Linked DNA regions of Sus scrofa: region 2 is linked to region 1. The links are chromatin contacts, called in public Hi-C maps. All regions are on one chromosome and are shown on one strand. The core of a region is the stretch at or near the end of the contact, and the rest is flanking DNA. Distances in the headings are between cores, read along the strand shown.

Region 1 (6,776 bases), core at 1,508-4,007:
TGTAGTTGCTGGCTTGCACCACAGCAACATGGGATCCAAGCCACATCTGCGACCTACACCACAGCTCACGACAAGACTGGATCCTTAACACACTAAGCAAGGCCAGGGATCAAACCTGCATCCTCATGGATATGAGTCAGGTTCTTAACCCACTGAGCCACAACAGGAACTCCTCTCCAATCGCTTGTGATAGAACATGATGGAAAATAATATGAGAAAAAGAATGTATATATACGTAGGATGGGTCACTTTGCTGTACTGTGAAGTTGACACAACACTATAAGTCAACTACACTTTAATAAAAATTAAAAAAAAAAAAAAAAAAAAGCTGCCAGAGGAGGGCAGGCCTCTGGGTGACCTCACATCTCAGTTCACACCCTCAGCAACATGCTAACTAGTGTTGCTGGGTTCAATCACTGTTCTAGGCGCTTTAGACACACCAACTCATTTTTACTCCTCGTGGCCACCCCATAAGATTGGTACAACTGTCCCGATCTTAACGTGTGGAAACTGAGCCACAGAGAGTTGGCAGAAGGAACGGGAGAACCCATGGGAGTCCTTGAGGGCCAGAGGGGTAGATGTGGGAGTTGGGAGGTCAAGGAGGGAGTGCTGAGGGGCAGCCCTACCCGACTCGAAGGTATCCAGGCACTGTCTTGGTTTTCCCACTCAGCCGGACGTCAAATACAGCCGTGTCTGCGACCCCCAAGGGTACCAGCTTAACACACATGCGTTTCTTCTTGGATACAGAGCCTCTGGGAATGGGGGGCAGAGGAGTGACAAGAGGGAAGAAGCAGGGAAGGGGTCCATAGGGCTCCAGGATGACACTGGCCAGGGTGCTGCTATTTAAGACAGCCATCTGGTTAAACCATGAATGGCAAAGCCATAGGAGGGAACTCCATGCAGCTTTGAGGACCCATTGGGACAGGGTCGTCTTTAGTGACATAGAGAGGCACTTGTAGGGTAGCTGTGGGATAAGACAGAACTCACTTTCCCCCAGCCCTCTAATCCAGAGGTCAGCAAACTAGCCTAAGAGCCAAATCTGGCCCAAAGTCTGTTTCTGTATGGCTCACCAGCTACGCATGGCTTTTACTTCTTTTTTTTTTTTTTCTTTTTAGGGCTACACCTGCGGCATATGGAGGTTCCCAGGCTAGGGGTCCAATCGGAGCTATAGCCGCCAGCCTACGCCAGAGCCACAGCAATGCAGGATCTGAGCCGCGTCTGCAACTTACACCACAGCTCACGGCAATGCCGGATCCTTAACCCACTGAGCAAGGCCAGGGATTGAACCCGCAACCTCATGGCTCCTAGACGGATTCGTTAACCACTGCACCATGACGGGAACTCCACGGCTTTTACATTTTTAAAGGGATATATATGCAACAGACACCATCTAATTTAATATATCTACTTTCTGCCCTTTTACAGACAAAGTCTGCCAAGTCCTGCACCAACAGATATATATGCTGAGAGTCAAATATAAAAGACAATACATGGAAAAGGCACAGGAGGCAGGGAGAGCCTGATGGTTAGAAAACAGAGTGGTCAGCATTGTCAGGAAAGCACCAGGGCAACTGGAGCCTGTGTGTAAGAACCTGGAAATGTAAAACAGAACTGCGCAAGATTCAGCCTGGCTACAACCTAAGAAGAAGGTGTATTAGTAACATTAAATAAAACAGGTCGCAATGACCGAACACTTACTCTAGAACAGAGGCTTCCAATCGAACATTTTTACGCAGGGCGGGGCACATTTTCCCCGTACAGGATCAGAACTCTAAGTCCTCAGCCAACACTGTCATTACCAAGTGCTGTCGAGGGGGTGGCCAAGGCTCAAAACTCACGCGCCTATGGTCTCTCCATTCCCTCCCCGCTCTTTCCCGCAGAGACTCGAATGTGCCCTTCACCTCCAACCCCGCCCCACCCCACCCCCGCCTTCGACAGGACTCACTGGAGTCTACGGGGTCGCAGACAGGGGAGAATCCCGGCGGGAGAGGGCTCTTGTCCACCAGGATCTGGATATCGACCACCACGTTCTCCTGTGGATTCTGGGATGGGATGGGGTGGGGGGACGCGGTGGGGAACACAGCAAGAGTGACCGGCACGCCTCGGGCAGCACCCCGCGAATGGACAGGGGGAGTGGAAGGACCCCAGGGATTCCGAAGGTGGGCGCCCCTTACCTCTAGGCTGCCCAAAGGATTGAGACATAGGAAGTAGCCGGATTTCTGCGCGAAGGTCTTGCCGAAGCTGGCGGGAGCTCCCTCCACGGTGCAGGAGATCTATGGCACGGACGCGGGTCAGCGCCAGCCAGGCTCTTACCTGGCCGCAGCCACCTCTGCCCCCATTCAACCCCTCGCCCCTAGTGCCACCGCCTCTCCCTACACTTCCCCGGTTCCCCGACGTCGCTTACCGCACTGAATCCCCTTGGCGGAGGCGCCGAGGCCGACGACCAGGCCAGGCCAGCCAACGGGGCCGCGTCGGTCCCGGGCCCCGGATCCATCCTCCGAACCAAGATCCAAAGGCGATGGACCGCCTTGGACCTCCCAGCCGCGGCCGGACGGCGGAGTTTGGCCACGAAACTGAACTACAACTCCCAGATAGCCTTGCGAGGTCGGGAGTCCAGGAGGCGTCGTTTGCGCGTTCCGGGAAAGCTGTCGGCCAACTGCGTGCGTCCCCCAGGTGTGCCAGTGAGCGACGTTTGCGGAAAATTGTCTCCTTTTTTTTCCCCCTCACGCCCATCAACTTCCGCCGGAAATGTCTCGCTAGCAGCAAACCGGAACTACGTTCCCCAGAATCCTTTGCAGTGTCAACCTCTCTTCCAAAGTTGACGTCAGTATTCCCCAGAATTTGAGAGTGAGCTGTGAAAAACTCACAATTCCAGAAGTCACCCCAAAGAAGACTTTCATGAGTTATGCAACGGTTAGTTTAAATAAAAATACCGACCAACTTGAGCCTTGAAATCTTGGTGTAACTTGAGAACTTGTTCACATACACATTTTTTAAAATGAGACAAGAAAGTGCTCAGTATGGAGACAAACTTTTACACCCCTCAGAAGTAAAATATGGAAAATTAGGGAACAGAAGGTTTACTCCTGTGTAGTTTCCAGTTTTCTGCAATGTCATAGGTTAGCCCACTGCCTGTTTTTTGTACCACCTGTTAGCAAGGAATGGTGGGGGTTTTTTGTGTGTGTGGTGCTTTTAGGGCCGCACCCAAGGCATATGGAGGTTCCCAGGCTAGGGGTCAAACCTGAGCTGTAGCCGCTGGCCTACACCACAGCTACAGCCACGACATATCCAAGCCGGGTCTGTCGCCTATACCACAGCTCACGGCAATGGCGGTATCCTTAACCCACTGAGCGAGGCCAAGGATGGAACCTGCGTCCTCATGGATACTAGTCAGAGTATCTGCTGAGCCACAAGGGGAACCACTGAGTGAGGCCAGGGATCAAACCCACAACCTCATGGTTCCTAGTCGGATTCGTTAACCACTGAGCCACAACGAGAACTCCATTTTTTTTTTTTTTTTTCTTTTAGGGTTAGACTTTATTTTGTTACCAATATTCTGTTTTTATTTCTGGGGATTTTTTTTTTTTTAAGGATCTACCATTGCGGTGAGCTGTGGTGTAGGTCGCAGATGCGGCTCGGATCCCATGTTGCTGTGGCTCTGGCATAGGCCAGCAGCTACAGCTTCGATTCGACCCCCAGCCTGGGAACCTCCATATGCCGTGGGAGCAGCCCAAGAAATGGCAAAAAGACAAAAAAAAAAAAAAAAAAGAAGAAGAAGAAGATAAGAATACTTTTGCACCAAGTGCCCTGTGATCTGAAGCACTGATTTATTGAGTCCCTGAGGCTAGGAATCAATCAGGGCATTCCTTTGTGTCCGAATGTGCTTTAATAAAGATATTATAGGGGAGTTCCTGCTGTGGTGCAAAGAGATCAGGGGCATCTCTGGAGCCCTGTGCCCAGCGGGTTGAGGATCCAGCATTCCCCCAGTTGCGACTTAAGTTACAACTGTGGCTTGGATGTGATCCCTGGCCCCAGGAATGCCATATGCTGTGGGGTGGCCAAAAAAGAAAAGAAAAAGAAAAAAGATGCTACATGAGAGCTCCCTGGTGGTTCAGTGGGTTAAGGATCCAGTTTTGTCACTGCTGTGGCACAGGTTCAATCCCTGGCCCGAAAAGTTCCACATGCCATGGGAGCAGCCAAAAAAAAAAAGATGCTACATCCCCAGTCTGATCAGATATGAACATACAACTTTCCATTCCACTTGGATAATTAGTCATGTCCAAGGCCATCCTATTTTGGAGGACATCTTTTCACGTTACAGACGTTTCAGTATTCAGTAAGGGCAGACTTTGTCAGCTCTCATTTAAGTCTTGCTGGGTTAATTGAATAAGAGCTTCTATGTGTCCTATAATGTCCTCCAGGCCAATAGAGGGGACAAGACAGTGGCCGAATGATCATAGCAGTGGAAAACAGAACATGCCCATCCAGCCTTGAGGAGAGGGTGTTGGCAACTCTCCCCACACCCAGGGTGCATCAGCCCGACCATCAAAGTGGAAGCCATGGCCTGAGATTTTTGCCACATATCCATTGGGTCCCATTTAGAGTTACTCAAGAAATACATGGGCAGCGTGACCAGTCAGTACCAAACCATTTGCTATCCTTTAATATGACAGAATGACTGGAGCACAGTGGGGCTCAGTCACATATCTGCAGTGCAGGGACATAGGTTCTATCCTTGGCCCAGCACAGTGGGTTAAGAATCTGGTGTCACTGCAGCTGTGGTGTAAGTTGCAGACGCGGCTCAGATCTGATCCCTGGCCTGGGAACTCCATGGCAGCCAAAACAAAACAAAACAGGAGTTCCCGTCGTGGCACAGTGGTTAATGAATCCGACTAGGAACCATGAGGTTGCGGGTTTGATCCCTCCCCTTGCTCAGTGGGTTAACAATCCGGTATTGCCGTGAGCTGTGGTGTAGGTTGCAGACCTGGCTCGGATCCCACGTTGGTGTGGCTCTGGCTACAGCTCCAATTGGACCCCTAGCCTGGGAACCTCCATTTGCTGCGGGAGCGGCCCTAGAAAAGGCAAAAAGACAAAAAATGAAACAAAACAAAACAAAACAAAACAAAACAGAATTACTGCACTGTTCTAACAATACCCTTCCCGTAGTCCTAGTAAGATTGGGTTGGTTCTATTTAGTGTGTTTTTTCTGTTCCCAACATAGGGGTGCCTGTGTGGTCAAATATCCCTAACCTAGGGGAAGCCACCTGAATCCATCCCAGATCAAGCATAGCTACCCACAGCTCTGATGGTCGCATTTAATTTTTTTTGGGGGGGGCTTTTTAGGGCTCCACTGGCAGCATATGGAGGTTCCCAGGGTAGGGGTTCAATTGGATCTTCAGCCGCTGGCCTATGCCACAGTCACAGCAATACAGGATCTGAGCCGAGTCTGCAACCTACGCAACAGCTCATGGCTATGCCGGATCCTTAACCCACTGAGTGAGGCCAGGGATTGAATCTGTGTCCTCATGGACACTAGTCAGATTCTCTTCCGCTGAGCCACGATGGGGACTCCCTGATGGTGGCATTTTTAACACACGTCTCATCAGCAGTTTGCTGGGCCATCTGTGTTGATCGATTGACATAAAAAGAATACTCCTGTCCAGTTTCTCCAAGGAAGTCATGCAAATGGCCAACAGGCATATAAAAGATACTCGACATCACTAATTATTAAAGAAATGCAAGTCAAAACCATAAGGAGGTACCACCTCACATCTGTCAGAATGGCCATCATTTAAAAATCTACAAATAGGGAGTTCCTGCTGTGGCATGGTGGCTTAAGGATTTGGCTTTGCTGCAGCTGTGGCATAGGTTGCAGCTGTAGCTTGAACTCAATCCCTGGCCTAGGAACTTCCATATGCCACAGGTATATGGCAAAAAAAAACTACCAATAACAAATGCTGGCGAGAGTGTGGAGAAAAGGGAACCCTCTTGCATTATTGATGGGAATGTAAATTGATGCAGCCACTACGGAAAACAGTATGGAATTTCCTAAAAAACTAAAAATAGAGTTATCATACAGTCCCGCAATACCTGGACTTATATCCGGACAAATTCATAATTCAATCAGATAGGAGTCCCTGTCGTGGCTTTAGTGGTTGAGAACCCAGTGTTGTCTCTGTGATGATGTAGGCTTGATCCCTGGATTTGCTCAGTGACATTGCTGTAAGCTGTGGCATAGGTCACAGATTTGGCTTGGCTCCAGTGTTGCCATGGTCGTGGCTGCAGCTACAACTTGACCCCTGGCCCATGAGCTTTGATATGACACAGGTACGGCCATTTAAAAAAAAAAAAAAAAGGAGTTCCCATCTTGGCGCAGCAGAAATGAATCGGACTAAGAACCATGAGGTTTCGGGTTCGATCCCTGGCCTCTATCAGTGGGTTAAGGATCCGGCATTGCCGTGAGCTGTGGTGTAGTTTGCAGACTCAGACTGGATCTGCTGTTGCTGTGCCTCTGGCATAGGTTGGCAGGAACAGCCCCGATTAGACCCCTAACCTGGGAACGGCCCTAAAAAGACAAAAGACAAAAAAAAAAAAAAAAAAGAAAAGAAAAGAAAAGAAAAGAAAAAAGATACATGTACCCCTATGTTCACAGCAGCGCAATAGTCAAGACATGGAAACAACCTAAATGGCCATTAACAGATGAATGGATAAAGAAGATGTGTATATATGCATATGCACACACACACACATTTACCCACTATAGAATACTACTAAGC
Region 2 (7,294 bases), core at 2,834-5,333, 100 kb after region 1:
CATCAAACACCATGTGAACCAGGGTCTCCACATCCCGAGGCTGCCCTGTGAGGGGAGATGCTTGCCTTGTGAAGGGGGGAGGGTCAGACACCTGAAGGCTGGCTCCTCCCTGCCCCCCGCTGCCTGGGGCATGGGCTTGGGCACCAGAGGTTTCAGGCCCACAAGATGCCAGGGAGCCAGGGAGAGAATTCATTCACAGCCCAGACTCTTGGAAAATTCGTTTCTTTTTTGCTTTTTAGGGCATATATAAGTTCTCAGGCTAGGGGTCAAATCAGAGCTGTAGCTGCCGGCCAAAACCACAGCCACAGCCTTGCAGGATCCCAGCTGTGTCTGCAACTTACACCACAGCTCACGGCAATGCCAGATCCTTAACCTGCTGAGCCAGGACAAGGACTGAACATGCATCCTCATGGATACTAGTAAGATTCGTTTCCCACTGTGCCCCAACACGGGAAGCTCCAGAAAGTCCTTTTTCTCTGACATCAAGGCACCAGCTGGGCAAGGAAGGGTGGGGGTTCTGGAAGGGGAAAACCCTGAGTCTGGGTAGGGTGTGGGTCTCTGCTACAAGATGGGGTGAATAAAGGCCAATGGGAGTTATGTCTGCCTCAGTTTCCTGAGGCAACAAGAGCCTCAGGGTGCTCAAGGAGAGGTGAAGACTGAGAGCTGGGGGCAGGGAGGGACTTCCCAGCAGATCAGGACTGGAGTGGTACAGCTTGGGAGGGGCTTCCCACGTGGACCAAGGTCTTCCCCAGCTGGAGTCACCCCCCCCCACAAACAAGGAAAGTAAGGAAGCAAGGTCATGTAACACTCGTTCGAGATTCCCCAGACCCAAAGAGAAGACAAGGAAGCTGAGTCCACCCCCATTTGCCCAACCTCAGATGCCAAGCTCCTGTCATGTGACGCCTCGTCTCCCTGCTGGAATGCCGAGGGCTCCCCTGCAGGTTGCAGGAACCCTCCACCAGGCAGTGTCCTCGCAGAAGTCACTATTCAGGTGATCCCTCATCACCCTCTGGGGCAGGTGGGAACAGGAGTCCTCACCTCCGTGGGGCCTAATCCCGCCTCTGCTGGGCCCCAGCAAGACCTCAGCAGGATGGGCTGACTAGGGCAGCCAGAACATGGTTGGGCCCCCTTGCTCCTACCCAGGAGATGGTCCTCACATCCAGGTGACCTGCTGCCCTGGAGCCAGTTCAGAGCCCCTCAAACCTGCCTCCCCTGTCCCAGGATCTCAGCCTCAGCTTAGCCCGACTATGGGGCCAGCTTCAGCCATCCAGCAACCCAGCAAGGTCTTCTCAGGATCCAGCTATGTGGTAGGCCCCACACCAGGGACCAGGGCATTGTGGAAAGCCACAGCAGACCCATTCCCGGCCCCAGGAAGCAGCCAGTGTTTGGGGACATGGCTGTGGATCAAAGAGCTGTGCAGTGAATGCACAGTGGCCTGAGGACAGGGCACCACAAGGTGCCATGTGAGGCCCATGACAGCAGGGGTGGGGGTGGGGAAGGCTGGCTGGTCTGAGGGATAGGGAGTGCTGCCCAGATGCAAGCCTGAGACCTGAAGGGAGAGGAGGGGTCCCTGCCCCAACCCAAAGTCCTTCGCAGCCCGGGCTCAGCTTGGCACACGCTGGTCTCCTGCCACACAACTCCTCAGCCTGTGCCACCCTCCAGGAATGCCCCTCTTTTTTCCACGTGGAAAACACCCACCAACTCTCCAGCCAGCTCAAAACACCCCCTGCCCCTTCCCTCTCCTGACACCTTGGGAGCCTCTGCTAGAGCCACATTCATACCCCAAAGAAATCATCTGTTTACATATCTGCCTCCCTGAGGCAGAGGGCGGGGTGAGGCTGGCTCAACCCTGGGCCCCTGACAGGGTTCACATGGGGCCTGGAGGCAGAGTGGTGAGAGATGCGGGAGCCCCGGGCCTGCACTCAATTCTGGATGGGACCTTCCCTCTCTGTGTGACTTGGGACAAGTGACTTCTCAGCCTGGCCACCCCTGCTGTGAACCGAGGGCCACAACAGGGACCCCTTCCAGGGTTGTTCTGTGTCTCAGTAAGACAACACAGGGAGAGAGCTCTGCACAGAGCTCCCTTGAGGGCAGCTGTTAGCATCAATCTGTGCTGAATAAATGAATGAAGACAGGGTATGGCCAGTACTTCCTGTCAGCTAAGCAGGAAAATAAGGTCTTGGAAACGGGGAGAAATCCTCACTCAGCCAGACAAATCCTAGCTACAGTTGGGTCCAGAAGCTATCATCCACTGCCTCAGCAAACACTCACTGATTATCTGTGTGCCAGTCCCTGTGTAGGCAGCCTGCCAGTGACCCAACCAAAGCAAGACGAGGAAAAGAAATGGTGTGCAGAGAGAGGAGAGACATGGGGGATTCTGAGATGTTCACAGGAGAAGGTGCATTCCAGGCAGAAGAAGTAATGAGTGCAAAGGCCCTGGGATGGCAGGGACTTGGAGCGTGAAAATGTGAAAACAAGGCCACTGTGGCTGAAGCTCAAGGGGGTGGGGGGTAAAAAGATGAGGTCACAGAGATGGGCAGGGACCTTGGAGACTGAGGGGGAGCTGGGGTTTCATTGGGGTTACAACAGGAAACCCCTGGAGTGTTTTGTAAGCTAGAAAGTGGTATAATCTGACTGACATCTTTAAAAACTCCCTCTGGTTCTGGACTGCCAGTGGGGCTGGATGGAGAGAAGGAGACCAGGGAGGAGGCTGCAGCAGGTGTTCAGGTGAGAGGTAGAGGTGCCTGGACCAGGGTGGGGAGCCAAGGACAAAATTAGAATTCATTCTGGAGGCAGAGCCAACAAAACCCACTATGGTCTGGGCGTGGGCAATGAGGCTGCAGCAAGGAATCAAGGACAACACCCAGGCTTGGGGATCCACGTGCTAGGAATGCACTTATCAGTTTCCTATACCCTTTGTGACAAGAAGTCTTCTTTTGCCCATCCCCCACCACACCCCAAGGACTGTGGCTTGTGGGCTGGGACCCTGAGTCCAGGACCAATGGGATTTGACTTGCCCTGACAAAAGCTTTCATTACCCCTGTCAGCCCTGAAGATGTCAAGTAGTGTGGGGAACGGAGGGGGCTTCAACCCAACTCTGAGGCTGTGTCACACTTCACAGGTGGAGACAGGAAACCCCAAAGAACCATCAGACCCAAATCCCAGGATGAGTGAGCGGCCCAGGGGGGATTTTAACCTCCCAACCACGAGCTGGCATTAACCCAACTTCAAGATGAGGAGACAGCTGAGAGGGGATGTCAACATCCCTGAGTAACCCAGCTCATCTGTTGAGCGTTCACCATCCCAAGCTCTTTAAGACGTCAGTTCCCTAAATTATCGCAATCGTATGAGGTCTGAACTATTGCTACCCCCATTTAACAGAGGTAGGGCCTGGTGATTGGAGAGACGAAGTTACTCCCTCTTAGAGCTGGTCAGGGCAGAAATCTGGAGGTGGGGTCGGGGGACTGGGGCAGTTTGCGATGTCGCACTTCCTTTGGCGACAAAGCCCCGCACGTCAAGGCATCAAGCCCCTTCCCCGCCCCGACGCTCAGGCCGGCCTCCTAAGCCCTCTCAAACTGGAAAAGCCCAGGCCTACCGCGCGGAGAACGGGACCTGAGATGGGGGTCTTGGGGGACCCCATACCCACCCCTAGGCTATTTCCGGGGGGACCGCGACCCGGAAATGAATGACTTGTCAGGGCCTGAAAGCTTAGGTGGGTCAGGGGTCGGAGATGGAGCCAGGGCGAGGTCAGCAGGAAGCTCGCAGCAGGGGTCTAGGGGTCGAAGGGCACGGGTCAAAGGGAGGGGCGGGCCGGGCTAGAGGGGGCCAGGCAGGACGGTGAGGGGCCAGGGGGATTACTGGGGGTGGGTGGGCCCGCGGCGCCATTTTGTCAAGAGAAGGGGGGAGTACGGCCCCGGCAGCCACCCTCACCATCTTCTGTTTCCTCCGTCGCCTCCTCAGCCACCGTCTCTGCTGCCGCCGCCGCCACCACAGCCGCCTTCTTAGCCGCCGCCGCACAGTAACTTCCAGCCACCGCACAGCCCACACTGATGGTGTGGCCGCCCGTCCGTCATTGGTCCGCCCTCTAGCCCCGCCTCTAGGCTATAAGGTCTTTGCGCGCTCCCATTGGCCTGATCTAACTAAGTCACGCGCCCATTGGACGTCACGCCTCCTCCCTTCGTGGTCAAGTTCGGTTGAGGGAGCAAAACCCCGCCCGGGAATTGCAAGAGAGGGGCAGCGAACTCCGGAAGTGGGCGGAGGCTGCCCCCAAAGCCTCTTGGAATTTGTAGTCTGCGGCACCTGGAGGTCCCGGAGGTGGGGACCCACCATGACACTCTCAGCCTCCTCCCCAGGGTCCCAATCTTAGGTTTCAGCATATCTAAGCTATTCCACACTAGCTGCTTGAATTATCTTTGAACTGACAACCCAGACTCTTCTTCGAACACTTCCCGTGACTCCTCATTACCCCAAGGGTTCAGTCCCACCTCCTCGGCCCCATATCCTGGGCCCCTCCAGCCAAATTCGTCCACCTTTTATGCTGACCCCTCTCTAGTCCCTCCTTCCTTCGGCCCTCCCACACCCTGCCATCTCTTCCTGGAAGCCTTCCCTGTGTTCTTCCCAATGCCAAGTCGGGTGCTTCCTCATGGCCCCATAGCCCTCACCACCCTCTTACCAGCCCTGACTCCACTATGTCCAAACTGCCTGCGTACGAATCTACCTCCCAACTCCTCACCAGCCTGACAGCCTGGACAGAACAAGGATTTATTGAGGAAGTACTCCTCAGGTTACTAAGGGGAAGTTAGTATTATTACTCCAGCAACAACACAGCAAGGGAGAAACGAGCACCTGATTTTGTAGAAGCCAGATAAGCCTCAGAGAGTTAAGGTCTTGCTCAAAGTCACATAGCCCATCCCCAAGGGGCAGGTGGTTGGGTTCATATCCCTCCCAACTCTCCACAAGCCTTCCTAGAACCGTGGGAATCACGACATTTTACAACACAAGTGAAAATGTGAACATTTATTAGACTTTCAATGACTAAAAGAACTGATAACTTTTTTTCAGCTGTGAAAAGTTTTGTGAATATGTATTAAAGAGCCCTTATCTTGAAGAGGTGCCTTCTGAAATATTTACAGAATAATCTGACGCCTGAGATTTGCATCTCAGGAGGGGGCAGGATGGGTTGTGGGTAATTGGTCACTAGACTGTTGCGTTAAGTTCGAAATTCTTCCTAATTCAAAAGCGTAAAAAAGCACCGGGCAAGGTCTGACTTCCACTCCTTTTTCCAGTATAATACCAGATTTCTTCCCCTGGGCCAATGTGAGGGATATTCATGTCCGTCCGAATCCCAGTCGTCCTGCTCTCCAGCTCTCCACAAAAACAGCCACAGGCTAAGCGAGGGAAATGATTTAATGAGGGGTCCAGGCGGCAGCGTCGCCCTTCTCAATGGCTCAATGATTTTCGGCCCTTGTGCATGCGACGAAGAATGACTTGGACCCCGGTTGGCGTTCTCAAGCGCCGGACCCAACCATGCTTGTGCTTGCGTTTGATGTTACTCGGCTGATACTCGTTCCCGCGCGCCTTGCCCCGGGTCTGCTGCATGGCGGGGAGTCCCCATGTATCCGGGAACCCCAGCCAGGCCTGGGGCTGGAGCCACCTGCCCGGTCAGAGAAAAAGCGAGAAAGGTCAGAAAAGATTGCTGTGTGACTGCTGCGTGGCGCTCAACCTCGAGTTCGCAAGGCATTGGAAGGAAGGTCATGTCGTTGGTAAATAGCTGGGGTCAGCCCCTCGACTCCGCTCTTACTCCCAGATTTGGGAAGGGGACCCACTGAGGACTCACCTGCCACCTACTAGCGCCGCTGACCTACTGACGGGGTCCAAGAGGCGACCCACGGATCTAGCCAAGAAAGCCATGTCCAGCCGCCGGCACTCCGTCCAGTGGCAGCTATTCCGAAACCCGTAGGTTCCGCAGCTGCGAACGAGGACTTCTGGGAGTTGTAGTTTTTCCTACAGCGGAGCCTTCCTTGCCGCGGGGGCCTCCCGGAATTGTAGTTCTACGTCTGCGCGCCCACACCTTAGGCGTGAGCGTCCTTGCACACAGGCGCATGTAATTTTTCAGATGGACCAGCAGGTGGCAGGAGAACGGCGCCTCCTCAGCAGACGCTTGCGTACAGAGCATTAAGTCCCCGGGTCTGCTAGGAGTTGTAGTTTCTTTTCCTGCAGACCCGAGGAGGGTACACTTGGGTGACGGTGGCGCAGCTGGTGGCAGCCTCAGGAGACGGCTGGTTGAATTTCCCACCCCCAGCGGGAGCCAGGCAGATGGCACACAGCTGGCTGGCAGCTTTCCTTTAGCCCCAGCCAAGTCTCTGCCTCTTGGCTGTGAGCCCAGGCGGTCTGAGTTCAAGTTGGCCGTATGTCCTTGGGTGGTTATTCAGTTTCTCAATCTGTAAAACCCAAGGGTTGCAAGCTTGCCCTTGGTCGTACCCCCATTCAGACCTTAGGAGAAAATTTCTAGTATTCATATATGAACCCTTTCCCTTCTCACATACCATCTCTGGCTCCCCATAGTCCCCGGGAAAATATCCAGCTCCACTGCCAGGCATTTGAAGCCCACTCTCCTCTCGACAGACATACACACACATCCTAAATTTCAGCTATACCCTCCTCTGGCTGGTGCTCTCCTATTCATCTTTTAAAAATCCTCCTCAGATACTCCCCTTTCTCCAGACTTGCCCCTCCCTCTGGCTCAACACTGCCCCCCCAACCCCAGTTCTCCCCAGACTCTCCCTGAAGCTGAGGGGGTCCTCAAGAGCCAGACTTGCAGGCACCCCAGCATCCTCCCCGCTTGGAGAGGGGGAGGGGAATTTTTTTTTCTGGATGAATAAACTGTAGTCTCCCAGGAGCACCCTGAGTGGGCAAGAGTGGGTGGCTGGACCTAATCCAACTCTGGCAGCAAATTCCAGGGAATAGGACTGGGCAAGGGATGCTTAACCCCTTGTCCTCTGAAGCCCATCCTACCTGAACCACCATTTTGCAAACCTCTGCAATACTACACCAGTACAATAATAACACCAGTAATGTATGAAGCACTTTCCCTGCTGAGTGTTTTACCTGCATAGCAAATTTATGAGGGGATTAATTTCATAGAGAAATAAGTGGAGTCTCAGGAAAGGGGTTTGCCCAAGGTCACATATCAGCAAAAGGCAGAGGCTGGACCATGGCCTCTCTGACTCCAGCTGGGACCACAGCTCCCAGTTAAATTGGCCACCAGTTGGCCTATCTGTGAAATTCCAATTCC

What was found. Hi-C and Micro-C count contacts between places; a contact is called where the count stands out from the background.
Region 2: a contact with region 1 is called in a Hi-C map of liver, with 6 times the contacts expected there. The contact joins the promoter of DDA1 here to the promoter of MVB12A in region 1. A contact is called at or near these places in 1 of 5 promoter capture datasets (liver), 3 of 47 Hi-C or Micro-C datasets (embryonic fibroblasts, heart right ventricle and liver) and 1 of 2 datasets of contacts at active chromatin or transcription factors (alveolar macrophages).

What each region holds. Positions count from the first base shown.
Region 1 is chr2:60,273,215-60,279,990 of Sscrofa11.1, forward strand. It overlaps MVB12A (multivesicular body subunit 12A), which reads right to left and starts at 2,758. Exons shown (of 10, transcript XM_021083558.1): 1 at 2,405-2,758; 2 at 2,175-2,273; 3 at 1,946-2,042; 4 at 627-752. The coding sequence starts at 2,202.
Region 2 is chr2:60,372,903-60,380,196 of Sscrofa11.1, forward strand. It overlaps DDA1 (DET1- and DDB1-associated protein 1), which reads right to left and starts at 4,084. Exons shown (of 5, transcript XM_021083567.1): 1 at 3,931-4,084. The coding sequence starts at 3,933. It overlaps MRPL34 (39S ribosomal protein L34, mitochondrial), which reads right to left and starts at 6,065. Exons shown (of 2, transcript XM_021083568.1): 1 at 5,837-6,065; 2 at 5,002-5,653. The coding sequence starts at 5,910. The coding sequence ends at 5,440.